2 separate regions of the Canis lupus genome follow, and region 1 is linked to region 2. Evidence: chromatin contacts called from public Hi-C data. All regions are on one chromosome and are shown on one strand. Each heading gives the region's core, a stretch centred on a gene start, on an enhancer-like site or on the middle of the called end of the contact. The rest is flanking DNA. Distances are from core to core; before and after follow the strand shown. Region 1 has its middle 120 kb from the start of GADD45A. Region 2 holds the start of GADD45A (growth arrest and DNA damage-inducible protein GADD45 alpha).

The links. Hi-C and Micro-C count contacts between places; a contact is called where the count stands out from the background.
Region 1: a contact with region 2 is called in a Hi-C map of blood, with 4 times the contacts expected there. The contact joins the enhancer-like site here to the promoter of GADD45A in region 2. A contact is called at or near these places in 2 of 9 Hi-C or Micro-C datasets (both in blood).

The regions. Positions count from the first base shown.
Region 1 is chr6:78,052,137-78,057,252 of UU_Cfam_GSD_1.0, forward strand. No RefSeq gene overlaps it. Among named protein-coding and RNA genes, the nearest start is that of GADD45A, 120 kb to the left of the region's middle. Within about 2 kb of position 2,190, at least 5 of the 20 cell types and tissues checked have an H3K27ac peak or open chromatin away from gene starts, as enhancers often do. A contact at or near this core is called in blood, where this site is marked.
Region 2 is chr6:77,930,328-77,935,691 of UU_Cfam_GSD_1.0, forward strand. It overlaps GADD45A (growth arrest and DNA damage-inducible protein GADD45 alpha), which reads right to left and starts at 1,660. Exons shown (of 4, transcript XM_038538927.1): 1 at 1,467-1,660; 2 at 1,146-1,247; 3 at 377-611. The coding sequence starts at 1,510.

The DNA.
Region 1 (5,116 bases), core at 940-3,439, 120 kb after region 2:
TGTGTAGTCCAGTGTTTAACCCTGTACAAATTTATTTACAAGTACTTCAGGACTCCTGGCCGTCACTTCCTGAGACTAGCACCTTCCAAGGAGGAAATGGCCTTGGTTTTGATAAGGAACATAATCCCTGCCCCCCTTTTTCATCCTGGGCACGTAAGCCCTTCTTCCTCGTATGGTTGAAATTGCCAATAGGGTTTGTCCCCAGGACCCTGTGAAGTAAGCTGGACTTCCTATGAGGGGGAGAAGAAGACAAGAAATTCTCATTAGTAACCTCAGAACGGGGAGAAGAAGACAAGAAATTCTCATTAGTAGCCTCAGAACAGGGTTAGGTTTGTTGGGTCTGCACTGCGTCAGCCCCTGGAGCCACACAGAGCTGGGTTCCAATCCCAGCTTTGCCTTAGATTCAGCGCTCTCTCTCTCTCTCTCTCTCTCTCTCTCTGAATCTTATTCTTAAAATGGGAAAATAACACCTGTATCTCTAAGAATGATGAAATCTAATAATAATGCACAATGCTTGGCACATAGTATGCACTATTCCTTCCTCTTTCCCTTTCCAGTTGTTTTTCATTATTGGAAATTGTTGCACAAAAGCCTTAGATTTCCACAAAAAGCTCCTCCTCCCCACTCTGCCCACCCCCACCCACTAGGCATTTCTAAGACAGTGAGAGAGACCTAGCAGTTAAATTTTTCTTTTTCTTTCCTTACAATGTCTTATACGTACCAAAATACCCACATCTATGTATTTATATCTAAGATTTACTTTTAAATAACAGTCTGAGAAAGTAGGGAAATTGAGAGTATAAAGGACAGATTATTGGCCATGAATTGACAGTTGTTGAAGCAGGATAATGGGTACATGTATATATTTGAAATTTTTCATGTTAGAAATATTTTTAAAAGAAAAACAATCTCACCAATAAGTTTCTGTACGCTAGACACTGGTCAAGGAGCTAGAGTTTTAATGAAGAATACGTTCAGGCGCTGCCCCTGAGGAATTGGTGAGTGAGTGGAAGAGATGGCACAAGCAGGGTGATGTGAGTTAACCGTCTAAGGTGGAGGCCCACTGGGGCACCTCGCCTCGCCTGGGCAGAGGGCAGGTGACTCCACAGCTCCTGCTTTCCTCCGAGACCACATGTCTGGCTTGCACAAATGTATGCAAGGGACAGCAGGCCTTGCGGAGAGAGACACGCCTCAATGGACATCATCGCCATCACTGTGGGATGCAAGACACAATGTATTTATCACCTCCTCTGAGAGCTCCCTCATTCTCTCTACCTTCCGCGCTGAGCTAGGTGACCCCTCCCAAGCTACGTCTACCTCCTTTAGCCTTTATCCGCTGAATCCAGTGGTTGTACTTGGCGGGTGGAGGGGAGGAGGAGGAGGAGTCCCTGAAATCCTTGTGAAATTGAGAACTCCCATGACCCAGCGGCAACCCCGGCAGAATGGCACACACGTCCTTCTACTAGTGCTGGCGTACCCTGTGTGGCCAAGGTGTGAACGTTATCTGCACATCACCAAGTTTGCCTGCATTGAACTTAGGTAACTCGACAAATTTATAATTCCAAAAGCTTCCCACTTCAGTATTTGCACACAAGTGAAGCTCGATTCCTCCATTCCTACCCACCACGCTGCTTCAACTCTGTAGCTTGAGAACTGGGCGCAGCTTGGCCTCTGAACTGCGGTGATCTGCTTACTCCTCTGGTGGGGTCCTCTGGTCCTCTTCCTGCCACCCTATGTTCCTCCTAGAGCACAGGGAGGGAGGGAGCGAGGGCGGGTAAGATGAAACAGGAAGCTATCTTCTCTTCCCATGCCCCCTCCTGCTCTCCCTCAATGCACAAGGCACATAACATGAGAATCGGATGTTGGGATTGGATCATCTTTTCTGTCCTGAGCGGTCACTGACGTGTAAGTGGTGTTAAAGTCGGCGGTGGACTAGCTTCCCCACCTTGGGCTCGTCATTGCACTTCTAAAACGGTCATCCCCCTTCTACAACACAGGAATAGCCGTGCTGACCCGACCTCCCAAGGGTCATGAAAGGGTCATACTAGATAATGCAGGAGAAAGCCTTTTGAACACTATAAAACTGTAGACTCACATTAGGGGTGTTTTGATTGGCTGACACAGGGCATCCACCGCCTGGCACTTCCGAGTGTGACTCACCGGCATCTTACAAGCCCGTCTCACTAGGAGGCCCTGTGGGTCACTGAGCTAATGTTAGCAAACCGCTTAGATGAGGAGAAGGGCTTTAAAACAGCTGGGTCACTTCCGGTTAGATGCCCCACAGTGTGCAAAGAGCAAACATGAGCTTTTTCTCTTCCTTTTAATTTTCTGTTAAAGAGGAAGACAATTCACTCCATCATTAGTGCACATGACAGTGCTTGAACTAGTGAAGTGAGTAAAGAAGAGTTTTCTGGGGACAGTTACTAAAAATATTATTACTGTTCTTTTTTTTTAAATGGGCAAAACAATGTGTGCTCGATTTTTAAAAATGTAAACGATACAGAGGAATAGAAAATAAAAGGGGAAACCCTCTTTTCCCACATACCTCCTGCTCCCCTTCTCAGAGCTGCTATTAAGACAGATGTATGCAGCTTTCTGCGCAGACTGTCCTACAATTCTCTGCTTTCATTTAAGCATAAATGGTAGTGTTTTTTTAAAGGGCAGAAATTTTTAAAGAAATTAAGAAGAAAATAGAAATGTTCTAGAATATCAATGTTCATTCAAATGTGTTTCTTAAGCTAAAGCAGAGTGGAAATGTTATCCTAGCATCTGAGAGAAAAATCATGCCCTGTGCACACCTTTGTCGTGCGTTTGGCCTCCCCAGCTAGAGTGTGAGCTTCTCGAAGCAGTGTTCCCAGGCCCTAACACAATGCCTGGCACAAATAAATGTTTGCCGAGTGAATAACCGAATGAACAAATCGACCATGACCCCGCGATTCCTGCAGAATTAATCCCTGCTGGGCCCCTGCTGGGCTGTATGGCATGTTGCTTTCCCAGCACTTTCACACATTAGGTCATTTTGTTCTCACAACACCCTCCAATTTATGTTACCCTTTGTATTTCATTTTATCATTATTTTACAGATGGGGAAACTGAGTCCTGGTGAGGTCACAGAGCGGGGGCTACAACCCAAATATTTTTTGTTGCCCCCATGCCAGTCTGGCTGTGTACAATGTCAAAAGCAAACAATCTATTTAATTTCAGCACAGCTGAAAGCTCCTTTTGAGGCAGGGAGGGTTAATTCCCTTTCAGCTTGTGAGCCAGTTAGGCTACTTTAGATCAGGCGCTGACTGCATTGCTGGGTTGTAAGCTTTATGGAATCCTCTCGTTTGCAAATCCATCTCCTGCCATCTGCTGGGTGAAAGCAGCATTTCATCACTGCCATTTATGAGCCATTTTAACAGTTTCCATCTATTTAACAGTTTCCATCTATTAAAGGCTTGCTCAGTGCCATGCAATTCACATGAATAATTCCTTTTCCTCCTCCAAGCAGCCCTATAAAGTAGGCCCAAGTCTTAACCCCATTTTAAGATGAGGCAACTGAGATTAGGCAACCCCCCTTATGTGTACTAGTTCCCTAGGGTCACTGTACCAAACGATCTGACGGCTGAAGACAGTAGGAATTAATTCTCTCACAGTTATGAAGGACACAAATCCGAAATCAAGGTGTTGGCTGGGCCATGTTGCTTCCAAAAGCTCTTGGGAAGAACTCTTCCTTGCCTCTTCCAGCTCCTGGTGGCTCCAGGCATTCCTGGGTTCCATCCCTCTAGTCTCTGCCTCCGCCTTCATATGGCCTCCTCCTCCCTCTGGGGCTCTCCTCTGCTTCTCTCTTTTTTAAAAGACTTTATTCATTTATTTGAGAGAGGGAGAGTGAGAGAAGCACAAGAAGGGGGAGGGTCAGAGGGAGAAGCAGACTTTCTGCTGAACAGGGAAGCCCAGTGTGGGGCTGGATGTGGGGCTTGATCCTCCTCGGACTCCACGATCATGACCTGAGCCGAAGGCAGACACTTAACCGATTGAGCACCCAGGCACCCCATGTGCTTCTCTTACAATAATATTTGTCATTGGATTTAGGGCCTGCCAGGATAATCTAGGGTAATCTCATCCCACGATCTTAACCTAATTACGTCTATAAAGATCCTTTTTCCAAATAAGGTCACACTCACAAATTCCTGGGATTAGAAAGTGGATATCATTTTTAGGCAGAGAAGAAAAGGCACCATTCCACTCAATGCCTTATGTTCCACAGTCGATAAATTAGAGCCTGAATTATTGCTGGGGGAGGTCAAGTTTGCTGCTAGAGACTGTCACCTCTGTGTCTTTTCTACCCCTTATTCCCTACCATTTTAGGCAGAACCAAGCAAAAAAAAAAAGAAAAAAGAAAAAAAGAAAGAAAGAAAGAAAGAAAGAGGAAAAAGGAAAAAAAGCCTCACCCTGAGACTTCTGCTGATGCTCATTGCATAAGGCGACCACATGATCTATATTATCCAAATGAAGACACATTTGAGAATAAAAGAGTAAAAGTGAGAGTTAACAATTACCCTATGATAACAAGCAAACTAGAACTGTGCTGGGTAGCCCTAGATGTAGGGTCCCTGCCACTGCCTCCCCAGGGCAGGCCCTTCCCGTTGGTGCACACCTCTTCTCTGACACCTGAGGCCAGCTCCCTCCCTGTGCACCTTTGCTAGAAAGACAGGTAATCAGGAGGCCATGAAGGCAGCAGATGTCTACTATGAGTGCTGAACTTACTTATTTTTTTAAGATTTTATTTACTTATTTGAGAGAGAAAAGAGAGCACATGGGCGCATGCAAGTGGGAGGCGGGGGTGGCGGAGGGAGAGAGAGAATCTCAAGCCACCTCTACCTGAGTACACCCGACGGGGGGCTCCATCTCATGACCCCGAGATCATGACCTGAGCTAAACTCAAGAGTCAAATGCTTAACTGATTGAGCCACTTATGCGCTCCTAAGCACCCCCCTTTTTTTTAATGTTTGTTGAGCATGGACTTTGTGCAGTGAATCACTAACACTCAACCCCTACCCGCAAGGAGCCTACCGACTAACAAACAAGTAGGCAAATAGCCAGAAGTGTGATGAACCTGCCTGGCCTCTGAGCT
Region 2 (5,364 bases), core at 410-2,909:
CCCCCCGACCCCGTGCACCACCCCCAGCCCCGTGCACCCCCGTGCTCCCCCCCCCCCCCGCCTCACCGTCACCAGGACGGTCCGGCCCTTCCCCCGTGCAACCCCGCGCACCCCCCCCCCCCGCCTCACCGTCACCAGGACGGTCAGGCCTTTCCCCGTGCACCACCCCCAGCCCCGTGCACCCCCGCGCCCCCCCCCGCCTCACCGTCAGCAGGACGGTCCGGCCCTTCCCCGTGCACCACCGCGCACCACCCGCAGCCCCGTGCACCCCCGCGCCCCCCCCCCCCCGCCTCACCGTCACCAGGACGGTCCGGCCCTTCCCCCGTGCACCCCCCCGACCCCGTGCAACCCCGCGCACCCCCATGCCCCCCCTCACCGTCACCAGGACGCAGTGCAGGTCCGGGGGCTGCTCGGCGCCCTCGCTCGCGGGGCCGGCGTGGGGCTCGAGGAGCAGCAGCTCGGCCAGGCGGCCCGGGTTGCTGACGCGCAGGATGTCGATGTCGTTCTCGCAGCAGAAGGCCTGGATCAGGGTGAAGTGGATCTGCAGCGCCACGTCCCTGTCGTCGTCCTCGTCGGCCGCCAGCAGGCACAGCACCACGTTGTCCGGGTCGCTGCGGGCGGCGGGGGCGGCTGAGCGCGCAGGCCCCGGGGTCCCAGGGTCGCGCCCGCCCGCCGCCCCCCGCCCCCGGGCCAGGTGGGGGGCTCCGCGGGGGCAGGTGGAGGACTCACTCCCCGCGGGCAGGTGGGGGGGGCTCCCCGGGGGCAGGTGAAGGGCTCCCCCGGGGTCGCCTGGAGGGGCTCTCCAGGGGGCAGGTGGGGGGGCTCCGCGGGGTCGCCTCGGGGGGGGTCTCCGGGGCAGGTGTAAGACTCACTCCCCGGGGGCATGTGGGGGGCTCCGCGGGGTCGCCTGGGGGGGGGGGGTCTCCGGGGCAGGTGTAAGACTCACTCCCCGGGGGCAGGTGGGGGGCTCCCCGGGGTCGCCTGGAGGGGCTCTCCAGGGGGCATGTGGGGGGCTCCGCGGGGTCGCCTGGGGGGGGTCTCCGGGGGGCAGGTGTAAGACTCACTCCCCGGGGGCAGGTGGGGGGGCTCCCCGGGGGCATGTGGGGGGCTCCGCGGGGTCGCCTGGGGGGCGGGGCCCCACTCACACGTTGAGCAGCTTGGCCGCCTCGTACACGCCGACGGTGATGGTGCGCTGACTCAGGGCTTTGCTGAGCACCTCCTCCAGGGCGTCCCCCACCTTGTCCATCCTGCCCGGGAGCCAGCGCGGGGCGCGTCAGCCCAGGCCCGGCCCGCCAGCCGCCCTCCGACCCCATCGCCCTCCCCGAGGCCGCCGCCAGGGCCCGCGGGGAGGGGCGCGTCCGCCCGCCCGCCCGTCCGTCAGTCCGTCCGTCCGTCCGTCAGTCCGCCGGCGCCTCGGGGGCGGTGCCCGGGGCGGGCGGGGGGCGCTCGGGAGGCCGCCGCCCTACCTTTCGCTCTTCTGCTCCGCGGCCGAGAATTCCTCCAAAGTCATATTGCAGCCGCGGGTCCGCCCCAGGGCGCGGCGTGCGGGCTGCTCGGGCCTCTGCGGGCGCGCGGCGCCTGGCGTCTGCACCGCGTCCGTCGGCCCGTCCGTCCGCCCGTCCGCGGCCCCGCTCCGCCCCGCCCCTGCGCCCGCCGCCGCCGCCGCCGCCGCCGCCGCCGCAGCCACTGGGACAAAGGCCCCCTCGCCGCCCTTATGGGGCCGACCGCAGCCAATCACCACCCGCCTCATTTGCATGCGCACAGCCATTGGGTTATGCAAATCAGCCTGCTCCGACCATGTGACCCCGGCTCCAGGACCCGCGGGGAGAGGAGCGGAAGGGGGCGGAGCCACGCGGAAGGCGGGCGGCCTAGGGGGCGGGGCGGGCGGCCTAGGGGGCGGGGCGAGCGGCCTAGGGGGCGGGGCGGGGAGGGGGAGGGCGGGGCGGGGAGGGGGAGGGCGGGGCGGGGAGGGGGAGGGCGGGGCGGGTCCGGAGCCGACTCTGATCCGGTGGGAGGCTCCGAGGAGGGTGGGGGGTCTCTGCAGCGGCGGGGCAGAGGGGTGCCTTCCACTTGAGCCCCGAGCAGGCTGCCAACTGTTTTTCTGGTTGGTGCACATTTTTATTTTATTGTCGTTTCATGTCTTTTGTTTTTAGCAGTTGCTATTAAAGTCTATTTCCAGGGCTAATGCACCCAAGTCTAGTAATTATTAGTAAGCAGGTTACATAAAAAGAGTGTTTCAGACCTCTGGGGCAAAGTTGACTTCAGAAGTGTTGTTTATGTAAGTCTAGGCAAAGCTGCTTATTAGTAGTAGTATTATTTCGGTGCCCTGATGGCTGGTTTGATTTATTTTTGGAAGGTTGCAAGGGTTGGAAGCTCAAAAAAGAAAAATCAACACATTTGTGTTTGGTAATGGCACGGAACCAAGCTGGAATCTTTTCCACGGAAAGCAGAGAGGCTTCCCACCTGCCCAGGGTGACTCTGGAAACCGTGGTCAGGAGGGGGGCCGCATGTGCAATTGCTAGACTTACGACCCAAATTCACCTTTCCCGAGAGCTTTTCCCAAAGGAGGACCCTTCTGCACCTGCCCCAGCTAAGAGACACACACGTCTGACGCCCACACAAGTCTAAATTCAAAATACTCTCAATATGCCCTGAGCTTCCTTTCATAAGGCAAGTATGTCACTACCTTCCACAGAGAGCCTGTGATCTCACTGTGAGTTATTGATGTTAGATGCTGAATCATGAAGCTGCAGCTATAGGACCTTTTAGTCATACGCTAAAATTTCACCTTTGAGATAATGGCAACCTGTGGGTGGAAAGCAAGCAGAAGTTAACACACTTCTGAAAAGCAGACTTCAGTGGATAGACTTTGACTTCATAGGTTGAAAGTTCTCGCCTTTGTTTTATGAGTGTATGCGATAAATGCAGAAACAAGTCTTAAACCTATTGAAGTCACCAAAAGTGGTGAAAATGCCTCCCATATGCTCTCATTCGAAACAGTGCTTTGCATTATTAAGGTCTCTGGATAGCCAGAGGTCAGAGAAGTAATTTTTTGCAAAGGTGCATAGGAGTTTTTGCACCTGCATGTTTGTATCATTCTAGACAAAATATTCTCCAGCTCTCTTGATCTTAATTTAGTGGAAAAGAAAAGTGATATGTTGGTTTTCTGGCTCATTTATTTGAGCTGACATTTTGCACTTAATCCCTAACTGCACCGTCAGCAAGGGGCCGTGTTTGAGTGAAGGAATGGCCATGGCCAAGGGCTAATTTACCCAGGGGTGCATGTGGATTTCATACCTGTGTCCTAAATCCTAACTTGTAATGCCTTTGTTAAAGAATTCCTTAAACCTGAAATCTAGGTGGGTGCTGAAATACTTTCAGTTCTGCAAACCAAACCCGAGTTACAAATAGGGCCTGAGTCATCGTTCGGAAACTGTTGAATGTGTTCTATGGAACTTCAAGGTTCTATCCACTAGGTGTTTCTTACAGGTTCTTTGGAAGAAAGTGTGATCACAGCAAGTGACAAAGAATTAGGGAATTATGTGAGTTTATTGATAGCAGGCCCTGTGACTTCCTGAACTTAGTGTTCTCAGCATCTCATGCAGTTTCTGCATTTGACAAAACAGTCAACGTTTTATTAAGTTGACTAGAATCCGAGAGCTGAACGAGATCTCAGGATCCAACAGTCCTGTGCGGTGCATGACTCTTCTTTAAGATATTGCACCTGTAACTGATTAAAAAAAAATTTTGGTATCACACTGTATACCAAGAACTGTACAATCCCTGGTCCTTTGCCTTTAAAGTGTTTGCCATCTAATTGGTATGCCCATGCTTGGACTGGATTTTGGGACAAAATAGTGTGCACTGTCATCAGCTAGCTGTGCTGAAAGTCCCATGACTTTAGTCATCTGAACGGAAGCTGTAGGACAGAACCCATGTATTGTTTAGGCCAATTCAAATGAGCCACGGCCCTGATAATGCCCCACCCAGGTCAACTGTATACAGTGAAAATGTGGTATAACGTGGTTATTTCTTAACATGGGCTTAGTCCCTCACTCAGAAACTATACTGCGGTCTACATTTGGCCTCATGGGAAAGGGACTTCTTCAAGTGTTATGGGTTCTCTGTGAGCTAAGCCTAGCCTCCCAGTATTCAAAAATACTCATTTGTCATGCTTTCTGACTCAGATATGTTACATCATTTCACCTCATTGCTGAGTCTGCCTAGAATGTTTCATCAGGGATTGTCTTCCAGCCGTGGTCCTCTTGGCTGAAAGTAGGAGCCCCCATTTCCCTACAGTTAGGTTACAGCTATATATCAGAATGATCACAGATGAGGATTTATTTCATAAGCACTTATTAGCCCCTGGGGGGGGGGGGGTGTTGCTATCCATTGAGAGATCAGAGGAATGTCCTGCAGTCAGTATAGAACCTGTGTGCATATGTTTTTTAAAAAATAACTCTAATATGTGAAATCATTTTAAAACTATTCCAAGTAACCCCGAGTACTTGACTTGCATAGGACTACAGTGACCTGTAGTAATATTTGTAAGGATGCCAAATGGTTTTATTTGGAAACCAGATGAAAATATGTACTCAAGAATTGTTAGATTATTTTACTACTGCTACCTACTGTGCATGTTGAGTCTTTTTGATATTTTTCTTTGCTTTTATTATATGTGTAGTGTATTCCTACTACTGATTCTATAGTGTAGAAAAACTTTTTTCCCCAAAACTTAGTCAATCCTATAACATCCAAAGGAAATATGATGTTTATTATTTCAGTATTAGACAGATCATTTTATATATTAAAGGAGATCCATTAAGTTATGATACAGTTACCTAAGTATAACTATATTATATTTTATTATTAAAAATCGTAAGATTTCTGATATATTTTTTCTGTAAGTCTGGTGTAGCTAGTTTCTAAAGGCACGCTGTGAATTTCCTTTATTTTTTTCTCCCAGAGAAGGTCATTCAGACAAAATTTACTGTCACCTAAAAATGTGTTGTTTTTTAGGATCAATGTTTCCACTTGAATTTAACATAAATGTTTAGCTTCTTGGACTATCCCTGTGGTAGGCAAATGCTAAGATGACCTCAATGATCTCTAACCCCTGGTGTGAAGCTCTGTATATTCCTCTTCCCTTGAGTGTGGAAAGAATCTACGCCTTGTTTCTAACCAACTGAATATGGCAATGGTGCTGGGCTATCACATCCATGATCATATTACATTCTGTGGCAAAGGTGAAAGGATTTCACAGATGCAATTAGGTACCTAATCAGCTGACTCTGAGTTAATTGAGAGGGAGATTAGGCTAGATGGGCCTGGCCTAATCAAGTGAGTCCTTGAAAGAGGGCTTAG